2 separate regions of the Zea mays genome follow, and region 1 is linked to region 2. Evidence: chromatin contacts called from public Hi-C data. All regions are on one chromosome and are shown on one strand. The core of a region is the stretch at or near the end of the contact, and the rest is flanking DNA. Distances in the headings are between cores, read along the strand shown.

Region 1 (5,359 bases), core at 672-3,171, 580 kb after region 2:
GAACGCTGTAGAACATATGCAACCCAAACTACTGTGTAACATTGGTAATGTTATTAATTCACGGCAGTTTAGAAAGAACTGACTAAAGCTTGGTGAGAAAGTAAAGTTCAGCATTCGTAGAAAAACAAGTCTCCTCAAGAGGCTTCATATATCTACAGTCCATGTCCATTTCAGCAAGAAGCGAACCATGCATGTCCAATACGCCAACCAACCTAATTAGTGCGTCACCTCATCATCAGCCCATCACCGTGTATAGTTGTATACCTTCAAGTACAGCTTGTGCTCCCCAAGGGTTGCCATCAGAGATGCAACCTCAGCTTCTTTGGCAGCCACTGACTGGTGCAGCTGGACCCTAGTCCGATTGGCATCGTCCACCTTCCTGCGGTAGACTTCCAGGCACTCTCTTTCGATGTCCAGCAACGCCTTGTTCTTCTCGCCCTCACTTTCCCCTACTTCTGCCCAGATTTGCTGATCGCAAGAACCAGCATTGCACGAGTTAATGAGCAAACACTAGAATAGTATTATTACTTGGATTATTAAATACAGATAAAAAGGACACATGCAGTTTCAGAGTACATTTTGGTTAGTCTGGCCTAACTCATGAACTATCTGACCAATAATAGCAATATTAATTTGTAAAGGTAAACGGTAAAGCTCAATTAGGTTAAAAAGAGTTGCTATTGTCCCATCTTAACTGCCTGCTTGCGCTAGCAGAGCCAGCCGGAATAGCCTTTTCGATTGCTCAAGAAGACAAGAACCATAAAGGTGGAAAAAAAGGAGAGCCGTCCACAATAAAGCTACTGCACTGCATCAGGGAATTCGCCTGCCGAGCAGAGCAGTTCACCGCCCGGAAAAGGAGAGAATACAGAGAAAATCGCCTTGCATAACTCAAGGGGCGGATTTTTTTTTTCTTTTCTTTTAACTTCTCTGCAACCATGGGAAAAAAAAACTAAACAGCTGAAGAAACCATGGAACACACAGCTCTGAAGCTGCCAGTGTCATTTTATCTGTATTTATTTGGACTGAAGAAACAAATGACAAAAACCAAACACAGAGGTTCTAGGCAACTAAGAACTGAAGAAACCCAAAAAAAAGAAATTTGGCGATAAAATCTGTAGAATTGCAATTTTTTCACCCAGTTAAACGGGACAAAACCTGAACACGCGCCAAGAGGACGGGTTAACGAAGCACCACGAGGGAATCTCGGAACACGAAGCTAGCAGTGGCATTTAGCAAGCACGCGGGATAAATATGGCAAAAAAAAACGAGTTTCTAAAGCAAGACGAGTACCTGAAGCTCTCTGAGCAGAGCACCGCAGCTGGTACCTGGTTCCATGCCCGAGCCCGAGCCCAAGCCACCGACGCCCAGCATTGAAGAAGCAGAGCAGGCGCAAAGGAGACAGACCTTCGCTCTCCAGTCCCCAGGGACCAGCAGAACGCCGGGGACACGAGCGAGGAGGAGAGAGAGAAGTGAGAGGAGCGGGCAGGCAAGGCAAGCAAGGTTTCAGACTCCCTGGCCCATGGACGGACGCTGAGCTACGGCCTGAGCTAGGCGCCTAGGCCATGGGCAAAGGTGCAGACTGCAGACGAACTTTCTAGCTTCCTATTCCCTCGTCGCCTTGGGATGGGAGAACAACCATACCAGTGATACCACATACCAGCGGCGTACCGAAAAGGAGGCACCGACCGAATGGCAGCAACAGCAACTCTCTCTCAGGGTCAGGGGCCAGAGAAGGTCTTTTTTCATGGTGGGTTTTGGAGTTTCAAGGTGCAAGCCATCTCTGTCTCTCTCTCTCTTTTTATTTTCTTTCTTTTTCTTGCTGCTACGTGAAGCGGTGAAGGGTGAGAGAGAGACCGTGTCTGCAGCTTTTCTCTTCCTCCCAGTTTTGGTTAGTTGGGACTTGAGAGTATTTGCTCTAGTAGGTGGTTTAGGGTGGCTCTTCGCTTGTTTTATGCTGGCTGGGGAAGGTTGGGAATGAGCCACGGCAGACGGCACTGAGAAGCTATCGAGAAGAGATGGAGGGAGGAGGAGGGGTAGAGGGGGCAACGGATGGTGGCCTTTGTTTGCAGTTATTATTTATTAATGGTGTGGTGGTGAGGTGTGCGCCCTGAGGTGTGCATGGATTGGAAGATTCCCCCCAAACTTTTGTCCAGACGACTCCAACAGATGTGGTTTGGGGGCAGTGGTCTTAAAAAACTAACGGAGTGTTTGGTTTGAGGAATGATGTAGTTCATTATCTTTCTACTCCTTACTTTTTTTGTTTGGTTTGTAGAATGGAGTGAGTTAATCCATCACCACCTCATTTCTCATAGTTAGTTTATTTAGTACTAATATGTGGAATGAAGTCATTCCACCAAATTTGAGCAATGGATCCATGATGCACCACTTTATTTTGGATAGAGTGATTCATCAAACCAAACACCTCATAAAAAGATTGATATGAGCCGCTCAGGAAATGATAGTGCACCAATGCACCATACTACTATTTAAATATGGACATAAAAAACTAAGAGATAAAACAACTACTATTTTGAAAGGGCACGAAAGCGTTGCAGGGGCCCTCCTAACTACAATGAGTGTTACCGGGTTAACATTACGTTAATATTAGGAATGACCTTCTAATATTAGACATAAACTAAACACTTACCTACGAAAATTGAGCATGTCTAACCTTCGTCTGTGGCATCTGGGACAGTCAACCAAACACACGCTTAATGTTTCGTGTCCTTGCCGCAAGTTGCAGGGAAGAGAAATCACTGGATCCACCTGACCGCGCCTTGCCCTTGATGTTGCGACGGAAGATACGCATGGGATCACGTGAGGCCGCTATGTACAGTGCTACTCTTCTCTCCGGCACGGCAAGCATGCAAGTCGGTGGTGCGGCCGGAAAGGCAGCCGCAATCTTACTCACTCACGTGGTACGTACCGGACTTGCTACGGGCACTGTTCTCTGCGGAAAATGGCAGCGAAATCCCAAAGAATTTAGGATCCCGTAATGCATGCAGCTCGTTCCATTATTCCGCTCCTGGCATGAACTCGGTCGGTCCGGTCGTCACGCTCGGCTGCTTGATTGTCTACGGGTACCGGATCACTATCACAACGCGGTGCATCGTGCGTAGTCTGCACTCTGCAGCAGGTACAGAATCACTATCGCATTCGCGAGCACATTATTGTCGACGATATGATCAGCCATGGGATGGGAGTCAAAGGCGGCTCTCCTTGAGCAAACCGTATGTGTCCTCCGCTCTTCCTGCACCCGTGCGCGCGTGGGCAGTGCAGCAGCGGGCTCGGGTCAACTACTCGCTAATATAAGCTCAGCCTCCTCCGGCCTTCATCATGCATTCGTTTGATGATGATGATCCTCCAAACAGAGAGCAGCCAGCGCAGCTTCAGTACGTCTGTCAGCTTGATTAATCGTGGCGCGCGTCGACGTCAGCGCGGACGATCGGGAACGGATGATGGATCCAACGCGACCGGGGGAGGCAAAATTTAAAGAGAGGGCTCTGAGGTTGACGCCGGACCGAACGCCCGCCCACCACCACCACCACACAGTGACCCCGGCCGGTTTTGAGACGGGCCTGTGTGTGTCGCGTACGCACTGCGCTGCCGTTTTGCGTTGCATGGGACGGCTGGCGTCTTGTTTCTACACATTATAAATTTATAATACTATTGTTTACACAATTTGTGCAACAAATAAAGCTGTTGAGTGATCAGTTTTTTTTATTTTTGCCCCATGGAAAGGAAAGGTGGAATCGAGTTCTCTGTCCGTGTCTGTCTGCTAGCGCTGCCGGTCTGTTGGTGCCCGCTGCCTAATGATAGCCTCCCTTTCATTTGAACTTTCGTCCAACATTACAAAAAAATAAAAGTGAAAGACGCCGAATCAGGAGTCAATTAGGATGGCATGATCGATCGAAGGCGAAGCTGTCCCAACCCGGAACCAGCAAGACGCCAACAAGACCCGGTGTGCCCCCTGTCTCTATCTCTCTCTCTCTCTCTCATCACTGACTGTTCATTACTAGAAGAGAAAAGGCTGCAGTGCAGGCCTGTCGACCCAATCAGGTGTTCTTCCTTATCCACTCGTGAACCTCTCTTATCGTCATTGATCTGAGCTTGCATACAGGCGGCCGGGCCAAACGCACGAATGATTGCCGAATCCCGTCAGTGCATGCATATGGACTGGACCAGGACCATCGTCTGGACGCCGTGACTGATCGACGACTGCACCTGCACGGCACGGATGCGCTCCAGCGCAGGCCCAGGCTGGCTGGCTGGCGCACGAGCCGGACTCGACTCGACCAGCGTCGCCGTGCGGCAGCAGATCAGAATTCGGATACGTACGCCACGCCGACGTGTGGGCGCCTAGCTAGCGGTGTACGGCTTTTTGCCATGCCTTTGCCGGCTCCACGACTTGTCCAAGGCGTGGGCCGGCCGGCCGGCGGACCGAGTAGGTAGGTAGCCATTGGGCTGGGGACCGGGTTCTGGCTTGGCTTTGGCTAGCAAAAAGCCGCGGCCGTACTCCGGCCGTCGGCATCTCTGCGATGTGACGCCCCAACCGTACCAAAATAAAAAAAAAGGAACACAAGTTCGTGGTGACTGGAGAGGAGAGCGGAGCAGGACGCCAGGACAGACAGTTTGAGGATAAACATGGTGAGGGGGCGTACGAGTTGCCCCGGCCCCTTCCCCGTCGCTACTGGCCAAACCAACGTATCTACTACTATTCAATATTGATGGTACGCGAGCTTCATTGGTTGATTATAAGCAGCAAACAGCATGCCATTTTCACAGCTATTGCATTGGTACTGTACACATGGTCGTGTTCTGCACGGGTACAGCCTTTTGGGTTGTATGCTACTGAGTGCAGTGCAGCTCAGTGGCGGACCTAGGATTTTTACATACGATGTGCCGCAACAAAATTTTTATGTAGACTTCTATCTAATGTATATATAATTTCATAGTAAATTTGGTAAACAATTTGATATATAGATATAAAGTTTGACACTCAACAAATAAGCATTAAAACTACATACATTAAACATAAAGATTGCAATAATACTACTTATCTAGCTGCGCTTCCTCAACGCCATAAAAGTTTCAATTATATCTTCTCCATTCGCTTCGAAGAAAATATCTCTCTCGATGTATGTAACAAGAAAATCATCCAAAAGACTATCACACATCTTGTTTCTCAATTTAGTCTTCACCAAACTCATTGCAGAAAATGCCCTTTCAACACTTGATGTCGCCACCGGCAAAAGCAATACCAATTTGAGAAGCAAATAAACCATATCAAACACCTTATGTCTCTTTGTTTCAACAAGCTTAACCGAGAGGTCCACAAGATTAGTTATGTATTTGAATC
Region 2 (5,246 bases), core at 2,648-5,147:
CAAAAAGAATGACACTGTAGAACGAAGGCGTCTCCTCCCTGTGTCTGTGTCTGTGTCTGGACACAGTTGGAGATTGTTGCGACTACTGTCCGCATAGTAGAGGCCGTGGCGTTGTACACTGTTGGTAGCCCAGGCTCCAAAGCAGTTCCAGCCTTCAAGAACGCAGGAGGCAGGAGCCCGGCCGGCACCGGCAGGCGGCTCTGGTGAGCCTGCACTACGGGGCATGGGACCCGGTCAGGAGCTTCTGGTTTTTACGGGCTCCTACACAAGACTTTGCAGCAGTGCTGCTGCGGAAAATAGTACGAATACCTTTCACCATGATTCAGTTTTGTCGCTGAGGTTTCGCACATCGTCTCATGAACAGTGGCGGATGACCCATTATGACTTAGTATGACATTAGTCATACCTAAATTTATAAAATCTCTATATCTTCCATTATAATCACAAATGGAGATTTGATGCAATGGATAGACCGCTGCATATTTAGCTGTAGGTCGTAGGATCGATTCTTGTTGCCTCTACGCTTAAGGAACCAGAACCAAGGGGGTTCCCGTTCATGACAAATTAAACACATGCAGACACACAAAACTCTCTTGATCCTTTGAAGACCCCCTAATCCCTATCCTGCCTCCCACCATGCACTAAAAACTATCGAACATTTTCGCTCGCGAAATAGAACAGAGCTATTATATTCTATCTTGCAAACATGGAACATAGTCATTCCATTCTCGGAACTTGGAGCAGAGTCATTTGGTTCAAATAGGCTCCGACGTAACCAAAAACTAACTAAGAGCCCATTGCACACTATTCAAGCGTCTTGGTGGCACAATTCCCTTCACCCACTATGTTATTTATTGTTAGAATCTTATCTTGTACGTTTTCGTTTTAAATTATGAGATGTTTTGACTCTTACAACACTCTTTATGCACCCCAACAAACTAACACCATTAGACCGTCCCTAGCAGATCGTGCATATAGCCGTGCAAAACACCGTTTTGCAATGTAGAATACTATATTGTTTACATAGTATGGTTTGAAATAGGATGTGTGATAGAAAGTGTGATAGAAATTCGGCTAGAGATAGTCTAAACATTCATATGCCTTCATCTGAAGGCTTCACCGTGAATATGTGATCCTTCCACCGCACCATGCCACGCTGCACACGCCTAGGGAAAAACGAGTGACCCAAGAGCCAAGACCAGCGACAAATGGGGGCCCTAAGATACGAGGATGTGCTAGCTTGCTTTGTGAGGAAAGGAAATGGCAAGGTGAGAGAATAATGTTTTTCTCTTATTTCTTCTCAAGAATATTTAGACAAAACAAACTTCAACAAAAAAAAAACCATTGATAAAGATCGTTTCGAAGATGGGACATACTTCAATCTGTTGATGCGCCGTTGCTCATCGTTGACCCCGACGACCCTGGGCCCCGGCCGGGTAGGTAACCCGCTCGGCTTTTTGTTGGGTTCTCGCCACCCCAAAACAAAACTGAGGCCTCGATTTTATTATGTGGAGCCCGTTTCCTTGGATTTGTCTCGCCTCGCCCACATGATGGGCTGTAATAATTCAGCCCACCGCCTACACAAAGCAGAGAGCCAGAGAGAGAGAGAGAGGCGAGCAAAAGGGACCGGAAGGTGGGATGGGTGGGACACGGGCGATTAGCCCAGCCGAGTGTGGCCACCGAACCCTCTGCAGCTCTGCTCCTCCTCCTCCTCCCGGTAAACTTTGGAAAAAGAGGAGCTTCCGTGGGGGTAGGCCGGTAGGGTAGTGAAGACGAGGAAAAGAAGAGCCGGGACCGAATCTGTACAGTAGTTTCAGCTCGAAATGGCGTCATCTTAGACCTGTAATTCCACTCAGAAATGTTTAGAAATGTAGGGGTATATATAGTCCCTAAAAACTGTTTACCGTCTTTTCGAGGCAGGTATGTCTGGTCCTGTGCCTGCTACGACTACGAGAGAGGGCAGGGGAAAAGCTGACGAAGCTGCTGGTCCGCCCGCCCACACCCCTTTTCACCGTTCGCCCTCTGACCAGTAGTAGTGATCTCACTCACTAGGTGGCTACCTGCAGCTAGCGAGCTTTGACCTACCCGTAACTGACACGAAACGTATAAAAATGCGGCGGGGCGTAAGCATAGCAGACTCGCGGTCCGGCCTACCGTCATTCTTAAAACGGCCAAGACCAAGAGCCTGAGGAGAGTTCTGAGTCTGAGCCGGAGAAGAAATGGCTCGGCGCTAAAAGAATTGGCTAACTGCACACGGACCTCTGCCGACAGTTTTCGAAATGGTTGACACGGCCACAGCCACAGGCATCTGATTCGTGATTCCCAGGAACAAGACGATGGAATCAGCGAGAAAAACAAAAGCAGGTTATTGTAGGATGGATCGGGTGTGACTGGGGGATGACAGCCAGAGAGAGAGAGAGAGATATATATAAAAACAATAGAGACATGGAATGGACGACGAACAAACCGTAAGGAAAGAAAGAAAGAAAGAAAAGGAGAGAAGATCTCACTCAAGCAAAAGGAGAACAAATAAAGCGGCGGCACGGGAAGAACATAACGAATCACGAGGAAAGAGCTCAGCTCCCCGCCGGCGCTCAACCACCCTCATCTTTTGCTTTCGTTGCTTCGCTTGGACTTTGTACTCGTCTACGTACTCGATCAGCCCCACACCCGTATCTTTTCTTTCTTTCTTTTTCTCCTCTCCCCCACCCGGCCCACGGCTTATCTTAGCTGACTGCGCCATACAAGTCGCCCCCAGCCAGCAAAAGGTAAACGAAAGTGTACGTACATCCGGTACAGGTAGCGAGCGACACCGCGCGGGGCGTGGCATAGACAACAAGTGACACAGCTGTACAGTAACAGATATGTACGTCAGCCAATTTCTAATCAAGAGAGTCTTGCTTTTGGACATGTTTCCATGCACTAGAGCTAATGGTTAGCTGTCTAAGAAAATTGCTAGTGAAATTAGCTAGCTAACCAGATAGAGTGGAGGGTAGACACATAGGTCGTTGAAGTAGTCTTACATCATCAGGTTGTGGCCAGCTTCACGATCCCGGTCGATGTAGCTCTGCTTCTACATCCTCTCTCTCTCTCTCTCTCTTTCTCTCTCTCTCTCTCTGAAGACCCGGAGGCAAGCATCATTGTTGCATCCATTAAAGTTTGATGCAGTATATGGAGTACATCGTCTTTGGTCATCTTAATGTCGAAGGACAAGAAAGACATGGCGAGAGTGGTTTGGTAGTGTGAAAGAAGAGAGAGGAGTGAAATATGAAGTGGTAGGAGTGAAATGAAGAGTGATGGATATTAATGAACCTAAATGTCGTTCTCTGTTTGTAGACTAGATTATTTTTGTTTATTTTTTTGGAATTTAGGCATTTCAAAACGGTTAGCTGACGTGACGCACACGTGGGCTAATTAGGACATGCGCCATGTCGCTACAACCGACCAACTGAACTGACGGGATCTGTCATATATCAATGCTAGTTAGTATCGATCGGCCCATCCAACTGAACAGTTGGTATCGATTGATAATGACTCTAACGCGTTGGTACCGATCAGACCAACCGATACGATAGCCTATACAAGAGAGTACTTGGTATCGATTGATGATAAATTTACCGATCAGACCAACCGATCGATAGATTAATCGATGGATTATTGGTCAAACCAATCGTCGTTGGAGTCATATCGATCAGCAGTAGCATGTCACCGATAGATAGCGACCCACGTTGGAACCCGCGTAGAGTGTCAAAGTAGTGGACTTAACATGCTACTCCGGTATGCTAGTAGGCTGCGCGCTTTTGCTTTTCACGCCCCGGCGAAAAGCCTTGCTATTTAAGCATGCCAAGCTCTGTCTGTCTCCACCCAGCCTCTCTCACAGTCCACTCAGTCTTTACACACTGTCTGCCTCACTCACGTCCTTCTCCTGCTGCCGCTACACCGAGCCATGGAAAGGGAGGTGCAGCTGATGGAGGGGAGGCAAGCGTGGCCGCTCCACATGATGGGGATGGCTGCCGCTGGTACGACCGCCACCTGCTTCGACAACTACAGCAGCAGTGGCAGTGGCGGCGGCGGCGGCGACTGCTTCGTGCTCGGGTGGGAGCAGCTAGCGCCGGCGCCGTTCGGCTGCTTCGGGCTCCTCACCGCCGACGTCCACGACCTCTTCCCGCTCTGTACGTGTCGCATGCATGCGCGCTCGCGACCTTCCTTGGCCCGGATTGTTGATGATGATCCCCGTCGATCGGTTGTTCCTGGCTTTGCAGTCGCCACAGGCATGGAGCCGGCGCTGCCCGCGCTGCCGCCGTCGGCGCACGACGTGGCCGCCGCGATCCCCGGCGAGCTGGACGACCTTCTCCTGGTGCGTCGGGTGAAGCAGCAGACCATGGCCATACCATACCTCCTGGCATTAGCAGTAGCAGTAGCAGCCAGAGCTATGAATTTACTCTGCTAGTGCTAGCTAGCACTTGCTCACCAAACCAACCCCCCTGGCGTGTCCTTTGCAGAGCTTCTGGGACGCGAGCTGCCACGACGGCGACGTGGGCGAGCCGCTCAAGGCGCAGCAGCAGGCCGCCTTCAATTCCAGCTGCTGCGTCACGCACGAGCGGGGGGAGGACTACTGCACCCCCACCACCGACTCCTTCGTCCACTGTGAGCGAGCGCCCCCGTTTGAATCGACCCCTCCTCCTCCGCTCCCACTCTCTCAACTGAAATTGACCGGCTTTCGTCGTCGTCTGCAATGCAGACGGACGGACCTGTTAGATTTTAGGTCCTGTTGGTCCCTCGCGCCTCGCGTGAAGTACACACACCCCGTGGTGGGGGGTTGGGTCGGGGTCGGGGTCGGACGGAGGCCGAGGACAGAGCCAGCCAGGTCGTAGAGCTAAGCGTTAAACAATGTTGTTTTGTCAATGCGTTGCCATCGGAGACGTGGGGCCCGCGGGAGTTTAGCGTCACGTAATTGTCACGGCCCGCCCCATGATTTGCGCATGATCGATGCATGGATTGGTAGCACATTGTTAATTTGTTATTAGAATCATTATGTGTGCTAGTTTCAGTATTATTATTATTATTATATATATAGTGGCAACTGCGTAGTACTACACTGGTATAGCAGGGCGCGTCTTTTGAAGAAAAGACAGATCTGGGTTCTACGTGTTTAGATTGTACTAGTGCTGACAGAGATTCTACTACTGCTAATAGTAAATTAGTCATTAGTGTGCGTAATCTTCTTGGCCAGTCACTCCCCAGTT

The links. Hi-C and Micro-C count contacts between places; a contact is called where the count stands out from the background.
Region 1: a contact with region 2 is called in a Hi-C map of tassel, with 2.0 times the contacts expected there. The contact joins the promoter of LOC100279089 here to the promoter of LOC100272692 in region 2. A contact is called at or near these places in 3 of 25 Hi-C or Micro-C datasets (bundle sheath, ear and tassel).

What each region holds. Positions count from the first base shown.
Region 1 is chr7:129,642,821-129,648,179 of Zm-B73-REFERENCE-NAM-5.0, forward strand. LOC100279089 reads right to left here and starts at 1,922. Exons shown (of 12, transcript NM_001350278.1): 1 at 1,291-1,922; 2 at 265-468. The coding sequence starts at 1,371.
Region 2 is chr7:129,063,461-129,068,706 of Zm-B73-REFERENCE-NAM-5.0, forward strand. LOC100272692 reads left to right here and starts at 3,898. Exons shown (of 5, transcript NM_001147147.1): 1 at 3,898-4,172; 2 at 4,263-4,357; 3 at 4,503-4,647. The coding sequence starts at 3,947.